Regions from separate parts of the Mus musculus genome. Here all the other regions are linked to region 4. A link is a contact called in public HiCAR-type, HiChIP or PLAC-seq and Micro-C data. All regions are on one chromosome and are shown on one strand. The core of a region is the stretch at or near the end of the contact, and the rest is flanking DNA. Distances in the headings are between cores, read along the strand shown.

Evidence for each region. Hi-C and Micro-C count contacts between places; a contact is called where the count stands out from the background. HiCAR-type assays count read pairs that join an accessible place to other places. HiChIP or PLAC-seq counts read pairs in DNA pulled down with a chosen protein or histone mark.
Region 1: a contact with region 4 is called in an H3K4me3 HiChIP or PLAC-seq map of bone marrow-derived macrophages, with 6 times the contacts expected there. The contact joins the enhancer-like site here to the promoter of Zfp930 in region 4. A contact is called at or near these places in 2 of 39 promoter capture datasets (both in embryonic stem cells), 4 of 15 datasets of contacts at CTCF or cohesin (the NIH/3T3 cell line, large pre-B cells, pro-B cells and 1 more), 30 of 484 Hi-C or Micro-C datasets (the G1E-ER4 cell line, the HPC-5 cell line, the N1E-115 cell line and 15 more), 13 of 115 datasets of contacts at active chromatin or transcription factors (bone marrow-derived macrophages, embryonic forebrain, embryonic midbrain and 3 more) and 4 of 9 other capture datasets (adipose tissue, embryonic stem cells, liver and 1 more).
Region 2: a Micro-C map of embryonic stem cells shows a contact between it and region 4, with 5 times the contacts expected there. The contact joins the promoter of Lpl here to the promoter of Zfp930 in region 4. A contact is called at or near these places in 16 of 39 promoter capture datasets (the 3T3-L1 cell line, the C10 cell line, the HPC-7 cell line and 9 more), 1 of 15 datasets of contacts at CTCF or cohesin (stem cell-derived epiblast-like cells), 26 of 484 Hi-C or Micro-C datasets (the BV-2 cell line, the C10 cell line, the G1E-ER4 cell line and 11 more), 13 of 115 datasets of contacts at active chromatin or transcription factors (the 230-238 cell line, bone marrow-derived dendritic cells, embryonic limb bud and 4 more) and 3 of 9 other capture datasets (adipose tissue, embryonic stem cells and liver).
Region 3: a contact with region 4 is called in a HiCAR-type map of astrocytes, with 2.2 times the contacts expected there. The contact joins the promoter of Zfp964 here to the promoter of Zfp930 in region 4. A contact is called at or near these places in 2 of 39 promoter capture datasets (cranial neural crest and neural stem cells), 1 of 115 datasets of contacts at active chromatin or transcription factors (astrocytes) and 1 of 9 other capture datasets (adipose tissue).

What each region holds. Positions count from the first base shown.
Region 1 is chr8:68,821,610-68,824,834 of GRCm38.p6, reverse strand. It overlaps Ints10 (integrator complex subunit 10), which reads right to left. Exons shown (of 17, transcript NM_027590.4): 16 at 2,585-2,678. Among named protein-coding and RNA genes, the nearest start is that of Ints10, 29 kb to the right of the region's middle. Within about 2 kb of position 1,929, at least 64 of the 459 cell types and tissues checked have an H3K27ac peak or open chromatin away from gene starts, as enhancers often do. A contact at or near this core is called in the HPC-5 cell line, adipose tissue, bone marrow-derived macrophages and 2 more, where this site is marked.
Region 2 is chr8:68,879,295-68,882,281 of GRCm38.p6, reverse strand. Lpl (lipoprotein lipase) reads right to left here and starts at 1,727. Exons shown (of 10, transcript NM_008509.2): 1 at 1,442-1,727. The coding sequence starts at 1,529.
Region 3 is chr8:69,652,880-69,655,850 of GRCm38.p6, reverse strand. It overlaps Zfp964 (zinc finger protein 964), which reads right to left and starts at 1,295. Exons shown (of 4, transcript NM_001177527.1): 1 at 1,255-1,295. The coding sequence starts at 1,257.
Region 4 is chr8:69,207,236-69,210,565 of GRCm38.p6, reverse strand. Zfp930 (zinc finger protein 930) reads right to left here and starts at 1,520. Exons shown (of 4, transcript NM_001013379.2): 1 at 1,407-1,520. The coding sequence starts at 1,409. Gm39188 (a long non-coding RNA gene) reads left to right here and starts at 1,569. Exons shown (of 2, transcript XR_870488.3): 1 at 1,569-1,707.

The DNA.
Region 1 (3,225 bases), core at 680-3,179, 390 kb after region 4:
CTGGTCCCAGAGCTCTGCCCACTTGTGATAAATCAGTGAGGAGGGGGGAGTGGGGGAGGGTAACTTCTGAGAAGGTCTGATTCAAAATCCAGCCTCCTTCATTCACTCTTCTCATGCCCACGCATCCCAGAATTATACCTGGAGATGCCAGCTAGCCACCTCTGGCAGGACTGAGGCCCTGAACTGAAAGGCCCTCCTAAAAAGGGCTCAGAAGGGCTGGCAATGCTTTCAGTAAAGAAAGGGTGAGCTTCAGATTTCGGGGGGGGGGGGGCAAGGCTGGGACCCATGGTTTTGCAGAATTCTGTAATAAAAATTTAGCACATTAGCTGGTAGTCACCCCAGAGAATATCTTTTTTTTTTTTCCATTTTGATCCAGTCTAATGCAACTATGGTACTGTGAATATCAGCATAGAAACATTTCTCTGATTTAACACAAATTAGAACAACATATCTATACAACAAATGAAGAACTGATGCCTCCTTGTGGCCTGGCACCAAGTGCCTGGTGTTTGTACTGTACCTGCTTGCATCCGAGATGCTACAACTAGGACGGACTCACAACCTTACCCCAAGGGGAGGAGAGGTACACTGCTCACAACATCTCTGCCACTCATCTGGAGGGACCACCCAAAAGGTCTGCAATGGCTTCAGAGAATTTGTTTGGAACCCAAAGGGAAAAGGAATATAGATAGTTTTATTCAAGAGTCTAATCACACCTCATTCAGTCAAAGCTCTGTCTTATGCAGTTTGATTCTCTTGGTGTCACTTAGGTAGAGATTATCTAAAATACAGATTTCAAATTCATATTGAGACCTCACAGAGAACATTCCTACAAGGTCAGATCGCTAGTTAATAATCCCTAGTCCTTTGTCCAAGCCAAGTCAACCATGGGTTTTTAGGAGGCTTATCTCCTATAGAAAGTTCAAGGAAATTTTGGTTGATCAAAGTGGGAGAGCCTTGGAAAGCAAGACAGAGGCCTCCTTGTACAAATAACTTTTCCAGTGACATTATCTGGGCAGTTGATATGTCCTCATTTTAAATTCCAAGTCTTAGGGACTATTTGCAGGTTGACACTGTTCAAACCAAGAGAATATGGGGACAGTGCAAAGGCCCAGTACAGTGAGGCTGGAGTTGAGGTCTGTAGAGTCATTCCCTCACTCTACCTCAGACATTCTCTTAGTCACGAGGCAATCCTCTGCAGATCGACTCGTGGTAGGGACAGTTGGGCTCTAGGACCATTCACAGTATGGCATTTTGAATCGTGGCTTATTGTTGAACTAAAAAACCTTGCTAAAGATATGCCAGCATAGTCAATTTCAGAACCTAGAAGTCCCCACAGAATAGGGGTTACCTGGGCTTCCATATATAGAAGCAACCTGTTCTTAAATGTGGTCAACAACACTTGGAACCATGCAGTTATGTCCCCCATCACTTTGGTTCATAATCAAAGTAGTAAATGGACAAGGGGAGAGGACAGTGTCTAGGACAACCTGACTACACAATCTCATCTACAAAGGTCCTCATATACTCCTAAGCATTTCCTTCGTTCCTTATAGGAACTGTTTAAGGCATGCAATATCATTTACAGGATGGGGAGGGGAGCTCCCATTCTTCTTTCTGCTCTTTAGGACAGATTCTACTGGGCCCTACTCTTGCTAAGATGCAATAAGGAAGGGATTGCTCACTATGGGACAAATTCCTTAGTTACAGAAACCCAACATAAGCATTTCTTTCTTACCTCTATCCTCCAACACCCCTAAGACTCTACAAAGACAGAGCAAAGGAAGGACTTTTGCTTTCAATAATTAAAAACTTGCTTCTGCCAAAACGGAGGGACAAAGCAGGTTTCCAGTCTCAGCAATGCACTCTTCCTGTTCTGGGCCGTCTCTTGTTGTAACTCTGACACTGACTTACAAACACAGAGTATGCAGGAAGTAAAGAAGGAAGTAAGCATGTGGCGCTTACAGTGGGGAGGATCTATTAGCCAAACTGCAGTGCGGACCGAGGAGAGAAGCAGGATTTATGAGCTAGTTAAACATCATGAGTGGTCACTAACTTGATCTTTTCATCTAAGATAACCTGGGTTTCTGTAGTAGCTTAAGGGTTCAGGGGCCACACTGGGGATGCACGTCCAGGGCCATTTTTGGGGAGCAGGTGTGTTTTAGAGGCACTAGAACCAGCTAATTTGCTTTGACTGCACAAGCAATGAGGAAGCTCAGAGAAGCTTAAGACAGTTTCTAAATAGAACCTGTAGATCCTCCCAATCCAGTACAATGTCAAGCACAGCTGCTTTCAATTAAATCAGAAATGAGTACTAAATTTTGGAAAGGAAAAGACATATAGAAATTTCTATCTAGTAAAAAATTTCCAAAGTAACAAAAATATCCCAATTTAAGCAACACTTTTCCCGCAGAAATGCACTAAGAAATGCATATCTTTAAGACACCCAGAACAAGTAGACCCTTGAAAACTGAGACCAGTTTGGAATCCTTTCCATTAAATTTCTGAAAGGTACAGAAATTTACAAATAGGTCATGCAGCACATGAAAGGCGAGCTTCGAAGAACAAAAGATCATCTGCTTACTTGATCAGCATTCCTTGATTTGGGAGTAATTCCAGATGAATCTTCCCTCCTTCTTGGGTTCTTAAATAAGCAAATTCCTCCAGCATATCAATGTCTGCAGGTCACATTCAGGTCAACCAACAGGTAACATGTTGCCCTGTTCTCCCAGGCGAAGAAACAGCTCTCAGCAGATAAAGAGCCTGCTTACCACCCTCCAACTAAGAACCACAGTCGGTTCCTGATCCAGATGCTGACTTTTACGTTAACCAAACTGCCCTATGGAAAGAAGCTCGTTGCACAAGAGGTGCCAGGCTGGGGTGGTAATGTCACTCAGCGACACGGGCGAGACTCATGCCTTGGGTGGACTGCATGAGCTCAAGCTTCAGACAAGCAAACTGGAAAGCATTAGCACATGGTCTCCCTGGAGAGACAAGCAAACGGATTCCACAGGGCCACCCGAGCCATTTCTTAGTTAAAATGACAAAAGCTAGCAGATAGGACGAATTGGGAGGATATTTGATGACAGAATGAGTTAGACAAAAAAAGATTATTTCTTCAGACCCAGCAGACAAGGTCTTCTGAGAATCCAGAGAACTCCATGCACAGTGTTAGATGGTGCATTCTTCTGGGGGAAAGTTATGTAACTTTCATTAGTCTTTAAA
Region 2 (2,987 bases), core at 478-2,977, 330 kb after region 4:
TAGCAAAACCTAAAAATGTAGGCGACCTTTTCTATGGGAGTTTACGGTAAAAGTCGTGTTCTACTATGGTATACTTTCTGAAATGTGAATCGAAAGTTTGCTCCTATTTTCTTAACCAGAGTTGCAAACCTGCCACCGGAGAGGCAGAATCTCCAGTATCCTCAAAACACCCAGGATTCGTTTCTTTCGTGCAGTTCTGCCATGATGGATTCTCTTTCCTTTGATAACAAGACATTTACAACTATACGCAGAAATAAAGGCAAGCTTTTAGCTGCAGTCATAGACTCCACTAAGACTGGAATTAGGCTGCGGATGTGCCACCTTAGAGCACCTCCAGGGGACACCACCCTCGTGGCGATTCCACCAGCAGCAACACAAGGAAACCCCAGCCTTCTTTTACGACTGAGTTCAGTCACATTTTGAGTCTGTGTTCTGTTAGCTCAATCAAGGTTCAAGTTACAAGGCTTCTCAATTGTGGGCAGGTCTCGACTTCAAGGCCATAAAGCAACTTGCTACTGACCCTAGTCTTCTCTAGGCAGAGAGCAGGCAGAGCCGTGGAGGTGGCCGCTTTTTTTTTTTTTTTCACCTAGTGTTGAAAGCGATCTCCCTTAGGCTCTAGAGAATCCCATGTGCTCTCAGCTAGCTGAGCGCCTCCCTTAGGGCGAGCCTCTCCTGGGACAGCAAGGAAAGGACACAGAGCTGAACTGGCAACCTCCAAGCCACAGGCTCCAGTCGGCTGGTGGCTGAACCTCGTTTTCTGGAGGGTAGGTTCATTTCTGGGCTTTCTTGAGTACTGAGCTAAGCCGAGCACAGGAACGCTTGCAGGACGCCAGCTTCCAGGACTCTGCGCCACGCGTTCCCGGGCGCCACCGCGCACTCCCACTTTCACTGTAGCTCACAACCCCCCGCCGAGAGCGACAGCGCCCTGTACAGTTGGAATGCACACAACGCGTCCTCCCACCTGCACCCTCGATTCACTCTTCCCGCTTCTAGAGGGGTCTGACCCGCAGTCCCAGCAAAGTTAGGGTCACTTTGGCCCGCGTGCCTTGCATTCAGCACCCCTATTCCCTATAGGGAGGTCACCACCGGTCACTACAGCTTTGCTCGGCCTCTGCGTCTCCCCATCCTAGGCTCCACACCCCACGCCCCAGCCGTTCCCTGCGATGGCAGTCGGCGGGAGAGAGCAGGAGACCGAGTGGGAACTCAGGAGAAAGGAAAAAAAAGCGGGAACCCAGAGTCGCCGTAGCGTGATGGGAGGCAGAGTCTCTCCCTTCTCCTCCTGGATTCCATTCCAGCCACCCTTCCCGGGAATTTACTGCGCCTGGGAGTCCCAGTGCATGCACGTACTTCCAACTTTCTCCCTCCCATCTTCAGATGGAGAAAAAGTGGTCCTGTCCGGGTCTGCAGGTGGGGGTAGGGGGAGTTGGCGCGAAAAACGTACCGTCTGCTGCGGCCACCCCTCCTCGGAAGGCGGTCAAACTCTGGAGCCAAACTCCCAGGACCACCAGGAGCAGGGCTTTGCTCTCCATCTCCCGGTGCACCCTTCTGCTTTGCTGCTGGAACTACGCGGCGTGGGGCAGTCAGGAGCGGGTTGAGCAGGAGGCGCAAGAGGACTGGAGCGCGGTGGAGCGCCGTAGGGCAAGTCAACCTTTAAAGGGGAGGGCAGAACAGTTACAAGGGGCAGAATTCCTCGGAGGAGGAGTAGGAGGAGAAATCGAGAGTCTGACACTGTTTCCACTGCACAGCTGTTTAAGTGACTGGAAATATGCAAATAAGACTCATCACCTATTGGCTATAAAATCATAAGTTGGGGGGAGGACTCTAAATGCACTTCCAAATATTTGAGCAAACGGTAACGAGGCTCAACGGTGCCAGCGAGAAGAAGGGGAAAGGGCAGGAAGGAAAGCTTGCTTGTTGTTTAGACTCCAGTTTGCCTACCGGGAGGAATCTGGTCCCTAGGGACCCCTATAGAGGCAGAGAGGAGGGGTTTACACTGATTTATGTTGAGTAGTCTACGATCCGTTTTCTAAGGGGAAGAAGTTTTGCTCTTAAACAGCGTGTACCTAACACTTTCACACTCACACACATACAACCTTTTGATAAATCTTTGTTAAACTTGAGAGATCCTTTCAAACGCACACCCTCCCCCACCCACCCACAGGTCCCCACGCGCCAAAGGGACCTTAGGACACATATTGCTCAGCGCATGGTGCCTGCACGGTCTGCTTTGTATCTTGGCAATATGGGTCTCCTTCTGTAGTAGAAGAAAAGACCCACTTGCTTTAACTAGTTTCTAATTTTTGCCTTATGTAAATTGTACTCGATCCTTTAATTCAGCAAGAAACTCAAGAATAACATCTATTTTCAGAGGCAGAAAGTCATGGTCAAACATTTTAAGCTATCCTGGATTTTCAGTGGGAGAGGCCATGCCAAATGACCATTCCAAACCTACAAAGACAGTCCATAGATTAGTGATGTTCCAGGGCGAGGGGATATGGGGTGCTAGGAGTGTGGGGGCAGGGTGAGGAGCATGATAGAAATATTCCAAATTCCATTATGCTTATCATTGTTCAGCTATGTTGATGCGTTGATATTAAATTGTACTTTGCAAGGGTGAATACTGAGCTTTTGCAAAGTGGACTAGCACATGTTTGTAGAAAAGCAAGAAAAATAAAAGCACATCATATACTGTGCTCATCTGCAAGTATCTTTTTAAATGAAAAGGGTGCTGATTAGCTAGAAAAAAAAACCAATAAACATTAAATTCCCCACCTTAATGCTGAGAAACCACCTCAAAAAATTAGTTCTCTTTACTGATCTCAATATTTTTAGGATGGTTCCCTCTCTCTCTACACACACACACACACACCCTTGGAGGTTAAGGGGATCAAAAACTATATACTTTAATATAAGCCCGCTTTTTAAATTTCTCACAACTATCAGATAAAAGCCAAACATGCTGTTGTGTAGATGAATTCCAGCCAGAT
Region 3 (2,971 bases), core at 46-2,545, 450 kb before region 4:
TCTGGGCTTGGCAGCAAAAGATGCCACCCACAGAGAGATTCGGAGGAACCAAGAACCTAAGTATTTTGTTTTTTTCTTTCTTCCTTTTGAGATAGGTTCTCACTATGTAATCCTGACTTGCCTGAACTCACGACATAGACCTGGCTGACCTAGAACTTACAGAGATCCACCTGCTTCTGTCTCCAGAATACTGGGATGAAAGGTGACTCCCAACCAGCTCAGCAAGAATCTAAGTTCTAAAAGGAAAACCTTGTTCACTTGATGGTAAGCGCCTTGAAACACTCAGGGTCACACCACCTAAGGAACACCAGTGAACACCTGGTCAGACTGAAAACTGCTGCGGAAAGTCATGGAATTGCAAGGATGTTAGAATACGGGTACAGCCCTGGGAAAGAGCAAAGCAGAGATTCATGATTCACAACTTCAAAACTGACTTAAAAGCAATTATCATTAAGATAGGATAAAGCTGCAGATAGGCCTAAGGAGTAATAGAGCACTTACCCAGCATGCTATGCAAAGCTGTTGCATCTAACTTCCAGACTGTGGGTGGGAAGGAGTAAATATTTTTTAAGAAAAGAAAAAATAAACTATACTAGGCTCTGTGACAACCTGAGTTCTATCCGTTAATCGCGGAAGGACAGCACTCATTCCATAAAGTTGTCCTGTGACCTTACACCTTCCTCACTCTACACACACACCGGGGACACACACCAATAAATAAGGCTGATTTAAGTAGGAGAGAGGGAGGGGGAAGGAGAGAGCTGCAGCGCACGGCAGGGGTCCTCCACTTCGTCTACTCGCTAGTCCCGCTCCACGTTTCTCTCCCTTGTCCTGGGGCAGCCCAGGCTGTCCCCTCTCCTCCAACAGCTGCGGGTTTACTGTGAAGCCCGCACGCAGGGTTACAAGTGAGTGCGACGTTAAGCTGTCACAACCCGCACTAGGAGAAACCTGCGCCGTCGAAGGAGCTGTGGGCAGACCAGCTCAGCACCGAGCGACCCCGCCCACGCGGGTGCTCTGGGCTCTGCAGCGTGCTGCCCTCGTCTCTCCGGGCCAGCCTGGCTCCCTCTGGCCAGCCGCAATCCGTCCGGGGGGAGCTCGCGGCTTCGCCTTTTAAACTCTAATCTTCGCACCAAGCCGAACTTTCCCAGACGCTGGACCCACCCCTCCCCCAGTCCCAAGGAGGACCCACCACCCCGGCTCCCGCGGCTCAGCCGGCCGCTCTTCCCCTTCTGGGGACTTCGGCCCTGCGCTCACCATGGCGCGGCTTCGAGCTCGGCCGCGCTCCCCTTAGCTACGGGCCGCAGTGGCCACAGCGAAGGGGGCCGAACCCGCTGCGCCTTCTCCGCTTCCCAGCGGAATGCACAGCGGGATTGCGATGGAGCCCGCCTCCCACCGCTCCCTGGCGCTCCTGATTGGATGGCTTGTCTGGAGGCCCTGATTGGCTAGGGCCCGACTTCGCTCAGCTCGGGAGAGATTTGCATAAAAGCCAGACCTGCCTGCTTCTTGCTGGGTACTTTAGTCTTCGGTGATCTCAAAAGCTTAGTTCCTATTGGTCTTGGGTCGTTGGTGTCCACAGTGCATTTACCAACTCAACGTCCAGTGTAGTGATTTCTTGCTTCAGACCTAGAATTGTTATAGGACCTTGGGTATGATGTATTCCGTGGACCTGGATTTTTATTCAGGGAAGCCAAAAAAAAATTTTTTTTTTTTTAAGGCGTGAGCGCCACCACTGCCTGGCTCCTTTTATTTTATTTTATTTTTTTTAAAGATTTATTTATTATTTTATGTAAGTACACTGTAGCTGTCTTCAGACACACCAGAAGAGGGAGTCAGATCCCGTCATGGATGGTTGTGAGCCACCATGTGGTTGCTGGGATTTGAACTCTGGAAGAGCAGTCGGGTGCTCTTACCCACTGAGCCATCTCACCAGCCCGGAAGCCAAAATTTTTGATAGTGGTCTGTCAAGTGGGGCTTGGTGGTTGGTACAAGTCCCCTTAATCCCAGCACTCATTCTGCTGGCAGCGAAAGACAGATCTCTGTGAGTTCTAGGCCAGCCTGGTCTACATTGTAAAAATCTGGGCTAGTTAAAGTTGCACAAAGTCTGGTCATTGTTAGAGGCCAGAACACACTGGCTCCTCATCAGCTCTTTCTGGTAGAGTTATTAAGACGCTATCTGTACTGTGATTTTACAACTCTTAACTTATAATTCAGTCCAGTATCTGGTCCTCTGTGCTCAACTTCACAGCTGGAAATAAGATAATAACAAATTCCAAGCGACTGGAGAAAAATGAAGGCGTTTTAAATATTCAGTTCTTCAGAGAGACACGGAACCTTAGAGAAAAGGCAAAAACGGCTGTGAATTTTGGCACAAGATTTTTTTTTTTAAGTCCCCCTGGGGGAGAAATTTCTGTTCTTTGTTTCTCACAGGCCAGTTCTGCTATTTTCTCAAATTTCCCATCTCCCTGGCTTAGGGTACAAAGCCTTATCTAAGGAATAACTCGGGATTTGAGGCTTCCTCTTTTCCTTATCATGATTTAAGTTACATAGTAAACCATGGGTAACTCCAAGTCTCATTATGGGCCGGTACCAGCCAGCGCTTGGAAGAAACATGCCCAGCACCTACTGCTTATCTGTAACTGGTGAACTCTAAATGCACTTTATACTGAAATGGACAATGACAGTCCAATTCAGTGGTTCTTGACCTGTGTGTCATCAGATCATCAGAAAACACATATTTACATTATGATTCACAGTAGTAGCAAAATTATAGTTTATACAGTAGCCAAGAAAATAATTTTATGGTTGGGGGGATCACCACATCATGATGAACTATTAAAGGTCATGGCATTAGGAAGGGTGAGGACCACTGTCTCACACCATCACATATGCTAGCTCAGACTAAATCATGTGGTGTTTAACTTTAATTTTTTCAAAACCTATTTTTAATGATGGTTCTTAAATGCTTTAGCCT
Region 4 (3,330 bases), core at 271-2,770:
TTAATGTGTCTGCCCAGAGAGAAATAACTTGATGAACGTAAGGTATTAATGAAGAAAAATTCTTGAAGAATAGCATGCATACAGCACTGGCTGGTGCTCAAAGAGGAGCCAGCCTAGGACACATTTTCCATCCTACATATGCTGCGTCAGGCCCCAGGTTACACGCTGAACAATTCACATAGAGACAGGAGAGTCCAATTTTAAGTTGCTAAGTGGTTACTTAGGCAGAAGAGAGGCTTACACAACAAAGTATTCCCAGGACTATTTCTTAAGTACACCAGTATCCTGGAACAGTAGACCATTCTTCAGTGTCAGGGTCCCTAGGTGAATATGCCAGACTGAGAAAGATTATAAAAGTATAAAGGAGAAAAGATAAAAGCTGGGGTGGGAAATCATAGAGAGCACACTAAGAAGTTAGAAGAGGACTGAGCTGGGTGTTAAGCTGAGGAGCAGCTAGCTCAGGTCAGCTCTCCAGCTCAGGTCAGCGCTGTGTGTAGCAGATAATGTAGTAATGATGTGACGGCTCCTTATAACTAATAAACGCAGAGGCCCACAGCAGGCAGGCCGAGATCTTGATGCTGCTACAGTGAAGACCATACTGCTGTCTGGCTTGCTAACAAAAGGACAACTGGCTGCATCTATATAAGAGGATCCATAGAAAGCAGCCACTGCCTAAGAAGAAAACAGGACTTTTATGGCACACCAGGCCTTAATGTTGGTTACATGACCCTACCTGCTCCTTTGAGCAGCTTCTTGGTCTCCTGCCACTTCTTAAGGGCATCGGTCTAGCGGCTGTTTAAGATCAGGGTTGTCTCCTTCCTTATGGTTGGAGCCAAATGTCTAGACAATCCTGGTGAACAAACATGCGTATCTAGCACTTCATCTCTTACAGACCTCATTAATACACTATATCTTTGGGTGTTTCAGAGGCAGCCCACCTTTAGCTAAACTCTACTCTGTGTGACTTATTCTCTCCGAAGCATTGGTAAATCCTTTGCATTATCATCTCAGCAAAATAGTGGAGTGCTACCAACACATAAGATTCCATGCACAATACCCACAAAATTAACTCCAAATGTGAAATCCGAAGAACAGAAATTCTAGAGATGCTAGCTAAACTAAAACGGCAACCTGCCGTCCTCTGATGCACAAGAAGCACGGTGATGTTGGCTACAAAGATGTTTCTACGCACACACCATGTCCCCAAAGCTCTACACAGACGCTGCCCACAGGGTGAAGTTCTTCAGAGGTCACCACTTTGGTACAGGGAACTACAGAGACCGCATGGGACTTCATACAACTCCACATCTGGCCCACTAGCTTCCATCCAGTCCAAGGGTAGCCTACCAAAAGGGATGCCGAGGCTCAGCAGCCCACTTCTCCCAAGACTGCGGTCCCTTGCTCACCATAGCGTGGCTTCCAAGCTCGCGTGCACCCCTCACAGATCCTGTTACACGCAAAGAACCGCTTGCATTTTCCCAGCTTCGGAACGGAGCCTGGAGCCTGGCGCCCGGAAGAGCCCGCCTCCCCGATGACGCTCCGACTGCAGGTTCTCATTGGCTGATGAGGCCTGAGTGACAAGAGTCCCTCCTTTGGCGTTGGAGTTTAAGGAACAGCACAGAACAGTATTTCCTGTTGCAGATATTTGCATTTCAGGAGTCCTTGCTCTTGACCTGAGGTAGCTTCACTTCTATCTTTCCTTGCGTGGTAGGCACTTTCCCCTTTTCCTCCTTGACACAAGGTAGCTAGTTTAAATAGCACATTACAAAATGTGGAGTGGAGTGTTTCTCCTGTCCCACAAGTGGAAGGGTGCCCACGATATTAATAATTAAGGAGATTTTAGAAAACAAATGTTTGTTCTGTGGGTTCACGGTGAGGTCAGGTGAGCTACAGCTACGTTCTACCTGGCTGGCAAAGGTACACTGGACAATCCTGAGAGAAAACCTGGAACCACATCACAAACACAATGAAATGTGTTTCTCCCACAAGAAGGCTGGATGGTGGATCCATCCCTATAGGAGTTTTCTTCCTGAAATTCAGGTCTATCTCTTGACAAATTAACACTAATGATAAGTGTAGTCTCCACGGTAACTTGAATAATTAGAAAGAAATGGTTCGAGGAAGAATGTTGTTTATGAACACTATTCCTAACATTTTTCTGAGTTAAGGTGAGAAAACGCAGCTGTATTAGTCAAGGTTCTCTAGATGAACAGAAATGATAAAAATGAGCGTCTCTTTCCCTCTCTGTATGTAGAAAGGGGATTTATTAAAACGGCTCGCAGGCTGTGGTCCAGCTAGACCAACAAGTGCTGTCTAGCAACTAAAATTGGAAGAATCCAGTAGTTCAGTCCATGAGGCTGCGTGTCTAAGCTGGGCTTCACTGTATACCACATTTTCAAAGAAGGAGGCTCTAAAGGAATGAACTTGCTAACCAAAGATAGGGCAGAGAGAGAGAGAGAGAGAAAGAGAGAGAGAGAGAGCTTCTTTCTTCTCTATTTATGTGGACTGTCACCAGAAGGTGTGGCCCAGATTAAAGGTGGATCTTATCGCCTCAAAAGACCCAGAAGCGTCTTCCCACTTCATAAGTTTTAATTAAGAAAAATCTCTCACAGGTATATGCAACTTTTTGGGTCTTAGTTAATTTGTAGTCAGTTTGTCTACCAAGAATAGCCATCATAACAGACAAGACAGAAAAACTTGGAAATATTTCTTACCAGCAGAAAGCAGGGAAATCATTTAACAAAAATAAAAGACAGGAAGCATGGGGGTTTTCTTTAGAGAGCCTGGACACATTCGCGTAGAGTTCTGCCTGATTTGGTGGTGTTCTTAGCTCAGCGTTGGACAGGAACATATACAATTTATTTTAAAAGACAGAAGGAAATGTCTCTGGCACGTTCATCTTGTACCTCAAGGTCATAATTGAAACTCATATGTTAATTGAACCCAGGGAGAATAAGACCACTACCACGATTTTGAGACAACTTGAACCACCTAAGAGCTGGCCATCAACTGGATCCTAAGTGCTGTAAGGAAACCAGACCTGAATCCACTTCTAGTGCCTCTTTTAAGTAGTAAAATCACAAGCTTCTGCCAAACAGGTTTACAGAAAACAGACAATGAGACAATAAGAAAATACAGGAATAAACAACCAAAGGAACAAAAATGTGGTCACCATAGAGGGTCAGGTATGTTCAGGATGTTCTCAGAAATATGAAGAGGCCAGGGGTCAAGCAGATCAGGCTCCAAGAAAAAGACTTAAATAGAGCAAATCAGTAAATGGGGTATTTTGAGCAATACAGCATAATGGCTCCTGCCTTCAAACTGAAGTCA